2 separate regions of the Mus musculus genome follow, and region 2 is linked to region 1. A link is a contact called in public HiChIP or PLAC-seq data. All regions are on one chromosome and are shown on one strand. The core of a region is the stretch at or near the end of the contact, and the rest is flanking DNA. Distances in the headings are between cores, read along the strand shown.

Evidence for each region. HiChIP or PLAC-seq counts read pairs in DNA pulled down with a chosen protein or histone mark.
Region 2: an H3K27ac HiChIP or PLAC-seq map of large pre-B cells shows a contact between it and region 1, with 3 times the contacts expected there. The contact joins two enhancer-like sites. A contact is called at or near these places in 3 of 484 Hi-C or Micro-C datasets (LSK cells, bone marrow-derived macrophages and epidermal suprabasal cells) and 2 of 115 datasets of contacts at active chromatin or transcription factors (cardiomyocytes and large pre-B cells).

The regions. Positions count from the first base shown.
Region 1 is chr13:35,201,036-35,205,997 of GRCm38.p6, forward strand. No RefSeq gene overlaps it. Among named protein-coding and RNA genes, the nearest start is that of 1700019C18Rik, 8.5 kb to the right of the region's middle. Within about 2 kb of position 1,621, at least 8 of the 459 cell types and tissues checked have an H3K27ac peak or open chromatin away from gene starts, as enhancers often do.
Region 2 is chr13:35,780,986-35,786,301 of GRCm38.p6, forward strand. All of the region lies in intron 3 of Cdyl (chromodomain protein, Y chromosome-like), which reads left to right. Among named protein-coding and RNA genes, the nearest start is that of Rpp40, 120 kb to the right of the region's middle. Within about 2 kb of position 2,201, at least 78 of the 459 cell types and tissues checked have an H3K27ac peak or open chromatin away from gene starts, as enhancers often do.

The DNA of each region.
Region 1 (4,962 bases), core at 371-2,870:
CGCCAATGCAGAATAGAAGACAGATCCAGACAGAGTTTTGAGCTGAGGCAGAAAAATAAGCAGCAGAGGCTCAGGATCCAGCACTGGGCCCAGACTGAGTTCAGGGAGGACTTCCCAGGGATGACGCTGAAGCTGATTTTGAAGCTCACAGTTTTTCAGCTTCATTATTGTGTTACTAAGTTTGGCTTATAAGATGCTCAAGGCCACAGGGGTGAGGGCCATTCAAGGGCACGGGATAATTCTGGAATTATGGAATTTTAGCTATTAGTGGTCTGCTGTGTATGACAGTCACAGTCTTTAATGATAGAGCAGAGTGGCTTCACAGGCGCTCCAGACTTCATGCTAAGCACAGCCGAGCTATGATGAGCCACAGGACTGAAGACCTAGGTTCAAAAGCCAGGTCTATGTGTCCACAGTTCACTGAGACAGGACAAATTATTCAGCCCCTCTCAAAACTGAGTACCCACTTTCCTCAGTGAGAGTGATACAGATCAATCTTTCCCAGAACACTGGGGAACAGTGATGTTTGAGAGACACTCTCTTTCCCTTCTTCTTCCCCAGAGGGTGAAGTAGACATCTTCTAACTGCCTTTCCAGACCAGCAGTTGCAGCTGGTTTGCCTGTGGCAATTGCCTGGGACTTGCAGGTGACTCTGTTTCTGTGACTTCCTGAAGGTAGTGTTACATATCTGTGGAGGCTTTATTTATGATTCCAATTTTGCTTTTTATTATACCCGCAAGTTACATTCTTATCATCATCCTGGAGAGCTACACTTATTTCCAAACATCATCAAAGATTATCAGAAAACAAAAACAACAACAACAAAAGGGTAAGTCTTGTCACCTGCAGAGGAAAAATTGATTATATTTGCTTTACAATGACCCAGACCAATGCAATGTGATGAAGGACAGCTGGTGTGACTCTGAGAAGTCAGTCTCAGTCATCCACCACCCTGACACTTACTTTTGTCACCTTAACATAGCTTAGGCAAACACTCTCTAAAACTCCAGTGCTAGGATTGCAATGTATAAAAATCACTTGAGGTACTCCAGTGTAGGCTTATTCTTGGAAAATCGGTCTACCAGAAGTCTAAGTCATTGGAGGATCTACTTCTGTAAAACTGATTCAGCAAATTGGCAAGATTTTCCAGCTTATAAAACCCACATTACTGTGAATTGCTTATAGAGCTTCCAGCCACAGCTCATTAAAGACACATAACAGGGCCCAGGACAGGTCTGGGGAGCTGCAATTGCAGGGATGAGGGGCTCTGCCTTCTCCCCTTGTATCACTAGACCCAAATATACCCAAACTTAAGGGCTTAACATAAGGATATACCTTTATTGTCTCAAAGAGTACCTGTGGGTCAGGAGTGGCTTAGCTGATAGTTCTGGCTTGGCTGCTCCTGTAGGATTTGCCTATAGGATGTTTCATTTGTTGAGTTGAGCCAGGATGTCTGAAGCCCAGATGGCTCCACTCTAGGGACAGGAGCAGATCACAGTTCTTGCATGCACAAATGCCTTTCTTGAGGGAAACTTAAACTTCCCCACAGGCAGCTGGCTGTCCTAGGGCAAGTGACCCAAGAGAGTGTGAAGGGAAGCAGCACTGTCTCCTTGACTACACAGCTCACCGCTGCTCAGTGGAGTAGAGGACTGTGCAAGAAAGTGGGGCACCCAAAGGTGACAGTCCTCTGAGGCTGGCAAAGTGCCCGTCTTTGCTTCCCTGCCTCCCTTACTCTTGTCTCTTGCTCTGCCCTCTCTGTCCTTCTGTGACAAGCCCACTTACTGTGTGCCTTCCCTCCCTCTTCAAGGCTTCTTCTGAGCCCCCACCTCCCATCGCTCCTCCCCCCAGCATCTTCTTTCCCTGTGACCCAAAGATGGGGCTGTTTGCGCTCATTCCCCAAGTTCTGACCCCTGTGCTGCCCTTACTGCCACTCTGACCTCTCTGTCCTGCTTTTTTCAGCTTAGGACACAGGCACTGGAGGCAGAAAACTGGCATTCTTTACAGTCAGTGGAACCACTGAAACCTTAGGGACTATGCAATGGAGGGAAACCATTCTAAAACTACTGCTAGTCATTTTATTTAAAAAGCTAATGTTGGGGCTAGAATGATGGTTCCCCACGCTCACATGGCAGCTCACAACCATCAGTAACTCTAGTTCCAGGGTAGCCAACACTTTCTTCTGTATCTACCCTCCACCCAGGCACCAGGTACAGATACATATATGGTACAAAGGCATCAAGGCAGGCAGGCAAAACACCAGTACTCTGTGTATGCCTAGGACAACTGCTCCCCAAGACAGGCTTTTTTGTAGGTAGGGAATTTGGACAAAGGTTGTTCCAAGAACGTATCCATCCACAACCAGCTTTCAGTGAATCCGTGGCTTCCATTTATAGCCCTGAAATCCCTTAAGCTCAGAAGTGCCTTTTGGAGGCTGGCCTCAGCAGGAGCATGGCAGGTAAGGCTGCAGGCTCAGTGACCTTCTTAGCCAGGCTCTGCTTTTCTGGATAATGCAGTCTTGTACACACGTGTTCCGTGGACAATGCCAGCAGCCTTTTCACACAGCAGCCCCAGTTTCAAAGTTGTTGTCTTTCTTCCCACTTTCTACCCACAGCTGGCGGTAGTGCCTGGGTGACATGTCCTGCAGGATGTACCAGAAGGGATGAGGCCCAACCCTGTTGTCTCTGACTGCAGACCAAAGCCCTGCCTTTCTTCCACTTCTGACTGAGTGCAGACTTGCTTCCTCCATGGTGTCACCTTCAGTCACTGGTCTCAGCTCACTCACAGAATTCATCCTGGAGTATGGCAGGATGATTCTTGGTGATGGGGTCTGGGGCTAGCTGAGAGTGGTGGGCATACCTTTGAGTGTAATGCCGATTGCCTGTTCCTTGATGTGTGTGGTGCCTATCTCATGCTGACCAGTGACCTAGCATATATGCAGGGTCTTCAGTGGGTCACCCAGAGCCCATTAATGGAGGACTGACATTTTCCTCATCTATTCTGGAGGTTCCAGACAGAGATCTCCAGACTCCTTCTATCTGATGTGTCTTTGGGTGTTGCAAATGCACAGGAATGGATGGATTCATTACCTGGGGGTTCTCTGGAAAGGACTGTGGGAAATATAAATGAAATATACTGAGTTTTTTCTTAGTTAAAGGTTAAATGAGACAAAGAATATCCCATCTTTAAAAACATTTGCAAAGACACTATCTAGCAGGAATCCCTCTGCTACACAGTGCATTTCTAAGATCCAAGCACATACTCATGACCATATGTCCCTTTGAGTCTGGGAACGAGCCTAACTCCCCTCCCCACCGAACCACACACACACACACACACACACACACACACACACACACACACACACACACACACGCCTGGGTCCCTGAAGCATTGTTTGCTACAAGGGATTTTGGCACAAATTGCTCTCCCATAGCAACTGAGATTGACATAAAGCTATACAATATGATTTTTAAACATGAACTTGACCCATCACACCCATCAATAGTATTAGGCGGCATCTTTGGGCCTAGCATGCTCAAAGAAGGCCTTGGCTTTCTTGCAGGCTTGGTGGTTCTATGGAGCAGGACAAGGAGGCATGGATTGCTATGGCCACCAGTAAGTAGGTAACTACCCAGTGGCCACTCTGTTTATTGCATTGTAAATGGAAATGCCTAAGGATCCCCAACCACCACTGTTCTCATTTGTTTACTTTTGCTGTGATCAACACCGTGATCAAAAGCAACTTGAGCAACAAAAAGGGTTTATTTCAGCTTGCAGATTACAGTCCACCATTGAGGGAAATAAGGCAGAAATTTAAGGTAGGAACACAGAGGCAGGAGCTGAAGCAGAGACCATTGAGGAATGCTGGTTTCCGGATTAGTCCCATTTTCCAATTCAGTTACTTTTCTTATACAACCAAGGGCCACCATCAAGCTATGGTAGGTACCACTCACAGTGGTCTGGGTCCTCCTACATCAATTAGCAATCAATAAAATGCTCTCTACAGGCATGCCACAGGACAATCTGATGGAGACATTCTTCAATAGAGGTTTCCTCTTCCCAGGGGTGCCAAGTTGACAATGAAGTTTAACCATCACAGCCATCGCAAGATCTATAACCTCTGATTCCTACAGGTCATTGCATTGGGGGTCCCCCTAGGCATTGGTTTATGGAGGGAGGACAGGAAACCCAAGATTGTCATTGTCAGCACCCTTTACAAGCACAAAAGTACCACACAGACCGATGCAGCCAGATCAAACCAACATCCAATCTCCACAATAAAGTGGAGGTTAATTATTGTTCAACTCTATTAAAGACACATTAAGTATCAGGCTGAAGCTCAGTAGAGGATGTCTAGACCATTACTTACTTTTCTTGATGCTGTGACAGAACACTGAGCAACTTAAGGGAGGAAGAATTTATTTTGGCTCACAGGTTAAGGGTCTACTGTCTCATGGCAGGAAAAAATGTGGCAGCAGGAGAATGACATCATTGGTCACATTGTGCCTGCAGTTGGGAGAACAGCGTGATGGAAGATGGTACTCAGCTCACTTTCCCCTTTTAATTTAGGCCTGGTTCCCACAGTCGCATGGATGGTGCTGCCAACATCCAAGGGGTAGTCGTCCCCTTTCAGTCAAACTTCTCTGCAAATTTCCTCACATCCTCATAAATATGCTTAAGGTATCTCCCAAGTGATTCTAAACTTTGCCAAGTTGACAGTCAAGACTGACCATCATCCCTAGTATGAGGTCTGAGGTTTGATGCATAGCATGGCCATGGAGTGAGACACATACAGAGAGAGAGAGAGAGAGAGAGAGAGAGAGAGAGAGAGAGAGAGAGAGAGAGAGACTATAGAGCATTCTTGCTCATGAAACGACTTTTATTTTTTCCCTTTTAACAATGACTATCTTCTCTATTTTACTCCAAGAGAAAATTCCTGTAAGTTTTTAGCATAAGGCAGTCA
Region 2 (5,316 bases), core at 951-3,450, 580 kb after region 1:
ACTACTGATGGTTTAACACGGATGGTGTGTCTCTCTGAACTTGTTTTTAAGCCCTTTGATGTTTTGTGGCTAGGTGCATATGTGCATATATTTACAAGTGTATATGTTGTGTTGCACTTTAATCTACTTTCTGTTAGCGCCTCCTTCCTTGAAATTTTATATCCATGTTGTCTGCTAGGCTGGGGGTTTCCAGGAAGGGCTGTTCAGATAGGCTTGGTAGATAATGTCGCAGGTTTCATGCAGGTACTGGGAGTGTTCCAGGATTTCACTATGAAGTGAGTGTGTTCCACGTGTCTGGAAGATACTCTCATGTCCACACTTGCTGGTGAGGAGGTTGTTTGCTGCCTTTGAGGGGATGAGTGGGCTTGACTTTGAAGACACGGTTCGCAGCTCCTTGCTTGCTATTGTTGGATCCTCTTAAATATCTAATGTTGAGCTGCTCATAGAGTTCCCAGACCTGCATCTCTCAGGTGTCTGGGATGCTTTGTACGCTGAGGCACCTGTGATTTTTTTTTTCCACCAAAAGATTGAGTTTGCTACGCTGCTTGTTTAGGAAGTTGGTTGTGTGTGAGATATTTCTGCACCATTCTGGTTTGCTTTATTGGTGGTTATTACAATCTTACTGCTTGTCTCTCTGTTTTGGGAAAATTTGCCCAGAGTTTCTTTCTCAGACTCAGAGTAAACAGATTTGTTGACATATTTTGTGTTTTGAATAAAACTGTACATTCCAGTTATTTTTAACTTCTACATTCTAGCAAACTATAGAGAATAAAATGTGTCCTAAAAATACTGGACTGACTTTTTTAAAAAGACTTATTGTATTTTCATGTGTGTAAGTGCTTGGCTGCATGTATGGATGTGTGCTGCATGTGTACCTGGTACCCTTGAAGCGTCAGAAAAGGGCATTGTATTTCCTGAAACTGGAGTTGTAGATGGTTCTGAGTCACCATGTGGGTGCTTGGAACGGAACCAATCCCCAGTCTTCTGCAAGAGCAGCAAGTACTGTAGTCGCTGGGCCATCTCTCCAGCCCTGGGAAGACTGGGAAGTCACTGACTTGCACTTACTACAGCAGTGGTTCTCAGCCTTCCTAGTGCTGCTACCTCTTAATACAGTTCCTCAGGTCATGGTGATCCCCTCCCCACCATAAAATCATTTCCTTGCTACTTTTTAACTGTACTTTTGCTACTCTTAGGAGTCATCATGTAAATATCTGTGCTTTATGATGGTTTTAGGCGACCCCTGTTAGCCAAAGCTAGGACTAGAGATTGCTCTGGCAGATGTGCCAGCTGCCATTCCTGTGAGAAGCTTGAAGGAGCTCATGCAGAATGATAAATAGGATCCTAGGTAATGGTTTTTCTCCTAATGCAGGCAGAGTGAGGGTAGTAGTGCAGTGAGCATTCCCTTGGTTCCCTTGGACCGTGGATCATGACGTCGGTTTCATATATGTGTGCATACATGCATGCATGTGTGCATATGTGCATGTGGACTGTACCTGCCGTCCTAGAATGGTGATGCAGATTATACACTGATTGCACACTTCTCTCCTTTCTGTGTTGTTTATGGTGGTTGATCCTCAGGACACACAGATAAACAGGATCATCTTGAAAAGCAGCTAACCATGGAGAGATCTGGGTTTCCCATGAGGGGATAAGTGCTCCTTCGGTAGGGAGCTAGACATGCGTGTTCTCAGCAGCTGTAGTGGATCTTTGTAGCATTTTTGTGTGCCTGGAAAGTGATTACTGAAAAGATCCATATATCTCATTTACTCTTGTAGGGCCAAAAAAGATGTTAAAGTGTCTTAAAAAATAAAGTTCTACCAAGAGGTGACTGGGTGTCTTGTTCTAACCTCAGCACTTTAGTGTTTGTGCTGGCTGTGCCAACTAAACCAGGCTATGCCATGAGTTCCCCCAGTAGATTTTCTTCTTTCTGCATCATCAAGTTCTTCGGGATCCTAGTACACCTTTTCTGGTGTCTTCTGTAAATAAAATGACCCTGCACTCACCACACTGGACACTCCCTTGATCCAGGAGAAACTTCAGCTGCCTCCTGCAGCCTTTGTATGCCTAACTTTTGACAGGCAGGAACAGCAGGTGGCACCCTCTAGTGGTGTAGTTTTAAATATCAACCCTTTAGGTCCTGTCTGTGACTGTCCTCATTACCACTGTCACCCATGCCTGTCAGAGTGGCTCCACCTCCCATCACTGTCAAGGCTACAGGGTTTCCACATCTCTACCTCTGCCATCTGGCAAGTGACCCCTAGTTCCCTCTCTTTAAAATGTCACTTCTAGTCCCAGCCCGGCCTCTTTCAGTTTTCAGTAGCAAGGTGTTCCTCTGTAGATGACTGTCGCTCAGCTCTACTTCACCTCTTCAGAGTAAGAAGGAGCAGGAGAATGCTCGCCCTTTGCCTTGGGGAGAAGGAGTTCAAGAGTCAGCAGAGCTGGTACAAGAAACTCCTGGAAATAGTTGCGGCTGGAGCTGCACTTTGAGAAGTTAGAGCAAGCAGCTGCAGTCTTCCTGCAGTTCCCCCAAGGTGTGTTTGAGATCATTTAAATAGAAGGTACTGCTTGACTGACAGTCCTGTCTGTGTTCAAGGGAACCAGAACACCGTGAATCCCAGCTGTCAATTGGAGAGTCCAGATGTCCCGCCCACTGACATGCTTTGCTTATATATACACAGGGAAGTAAGCATCACAAGGAGTGCTTACAGTAAGAGTTTATTAATTCTAGTATTGATGTTTTAAAGCAGTTTAACAGTATGTAACACCAGCCACTTGTTCAGTGGGAAATGGGTCTCTACCAGTTTCAGTTCCTCATAAGAAGAGACATGATAGACACGGACACAGGAAGTTGTGTGAGGGGAGACAGGATCAGTGTGCTGGGTGAGTGAGTGCATTGGGAAGTGGTTCAAAATGATGTCCGCAGGCGTTTCAGATCCTGCAACCGTAAGAACATAGTAAGTAGGTGGTGAGATACAGTACCATGCCCACACCGGACTGAATGCTATAGTAACAAGGCTTTGCCTCACACCCAGAGTGAAATCTAGAGTGTCAGAATGCTCCCGAATCTTACTCCACTCTTGGCACACACAGTCTTGGATGTCAGTAGCCGCGGGGTCAGCTTTTTTTTGTGTATTCTAGTTGCGCACTAAATTATATTGATCTTAATGATGTGAGGTAGAATCCCATCTCGCCTCAGCACTATTAATCTCTCTCTCACCTGTTCACCCCAGTGGCTGCCAAACTCTCATGGTCCGAGCAACAGGTCAGAGATGTGAAATGTAAACCAGAGGGCAGTGATTGCCATCACTGTATGGGAATTCTTTAAAGTGCCCCCGTTTTCCATGTGGTATTAAAATGTGTGGTTTAGAAAATGTAATGCATATTCCTTTGTGAGTAAAATGGGTTTACACTGCCCATTGCAAAATCACAGACATACCATGGTCTGACTTACTTTTCGTTGAGCCATAACCCAAATTTCAGTTGTTGCAACATCTTGTTTGCCACCTGTATTCATTACTTTTCTATCGCTGTGATAAAACCATGACCAAAAGCAATTTAGGAAGGAGGTTTATTTTGGCGTATGGTTCCAGATGGAGAATCTGTATTGATTACTTTTCTGTTGCTGAGATAAAACACTGACCAAGGCAGCTTGTAGAAGAAAGCATGTAATTGGGCTTATGGTTTAAAGTATTAGAACCCATAATGACATGGTGACAAACAGCAGGGAGCTCACATCTTGATCTACGAGCAAGAAGCCCAGAGCACACTAGGAATGGTGTGAGTCTTTTGAAACTTCAAAGTCCATTCCCAGTGACACACTTCCTCCGTTAAGGCCATACCTCCTAATCCTTCCCATACATACAAACATACATACATACACACATACACATATGTATATGTATCAAAGCCTGTCCGCACGGCATACTTCTTCCAGCATGTTTCCATATCCTCCCCCAAGCAGTGTTGTCAACTAGGGACTGAAGGTTCTAAGATAAAAGCCTGTGCTAGACACTTCCATTCAAACTACACCACCACCTTTATTGTTTCCTTATTTAAGAAATAAATCAACTTCTTTTTACCTCTCCTTTTAAAAATAAACTCTAGAATTAGAGTGGAGTCGTGGAAAATCACCCAACAGAAATCAATGTCTAAAACACATGAATAGACAAGGCTCACTTCAGTGACCATGAAAGTGGCCTTTTTTTTTTTTTTAAGTTTAGTTATTGAGAAATTTAACACTTAATTAAGTTCACTTTGGTTTTGAGGGGTCCAGAACCATTGGGTTTATATTAGACTGCAGTCTTTCTGTCAGAGAGGCCAGAGAGCCCGCCCCACAGACTGTTGTCTTTTATTATACTATCAGTGTTTTAGTATTTATTGCTTTAGTATTCTTAGTAATCTCATAAAATCAGCAATGTGAACATCAAGAATTGACTTCAGAATTAATAGGTGGTTAATTTCAGAACTTCAGAATTAACAGATAACAGGTGGTTGTGAGCCACGTGACATAGCTGCTGGAAACTGAACAGGTCTTGGGCAAGAGCACCACACAGTTAAGGGCTGAGCCATCAAAATGTTATTTATTTTGATCACTTTTACTTCCTAAATCTGGAACTTGTAAATCACCATTATTGGTAAAGCTTAAGATTTCTGTGCTGGCCACAAATGCCACCTGTGACTACAAAAGTAGAAATGAATTCTCCAGACCCACTGTGGGGTTAATGATCTGTGTGTGCTTTCAGAGTTTCACCTTCCTAAGAGGAGTTGGAAATTTAAACCGATATGGTCCTCATTTGCTCCACTTGACTGTTCTTCCCTCTGGATTTTAAAAGTTTTATCCCCCGGTCCTGGAGATTGGTCGTTCTGCTCCTTTTTAGACATGCCACTTACTTGTCTTTGTGTCACTGCCAAACTTGGCTCTTGCACGTGACCCTGATGAAGGTTTCTTATTATAATTGCTGTTGTTTGGTTAGTGTTGTTTTCTGTCTTAGACAAGGTCTCTCTGTGTCACCCAGGGCTTGGGCGTTAGAGTCAAATGCCAGGATTACATGTATGTGCCACCATGCCTGGCAGATACTGACACTGCTCATTAAAATGTTTTTAATATGTCAGCAGTAGAAGAAAAGTAGGAATCTAAATGTAATGGAGAGAGAAACAGGTTTAATCAATATAACAAAAGGAAAAAGCAGCAAGGGACACATGGCTTGGGGTTTGTCCCTTTATATGCTATTCATTAGTGTGCCTGAGAGGTGAGAAGGTGGTAGCTTATGGTTACCTCTGTCTGTCTCTGTCTCTGTGTGTGTGTGTGTGTGTGTG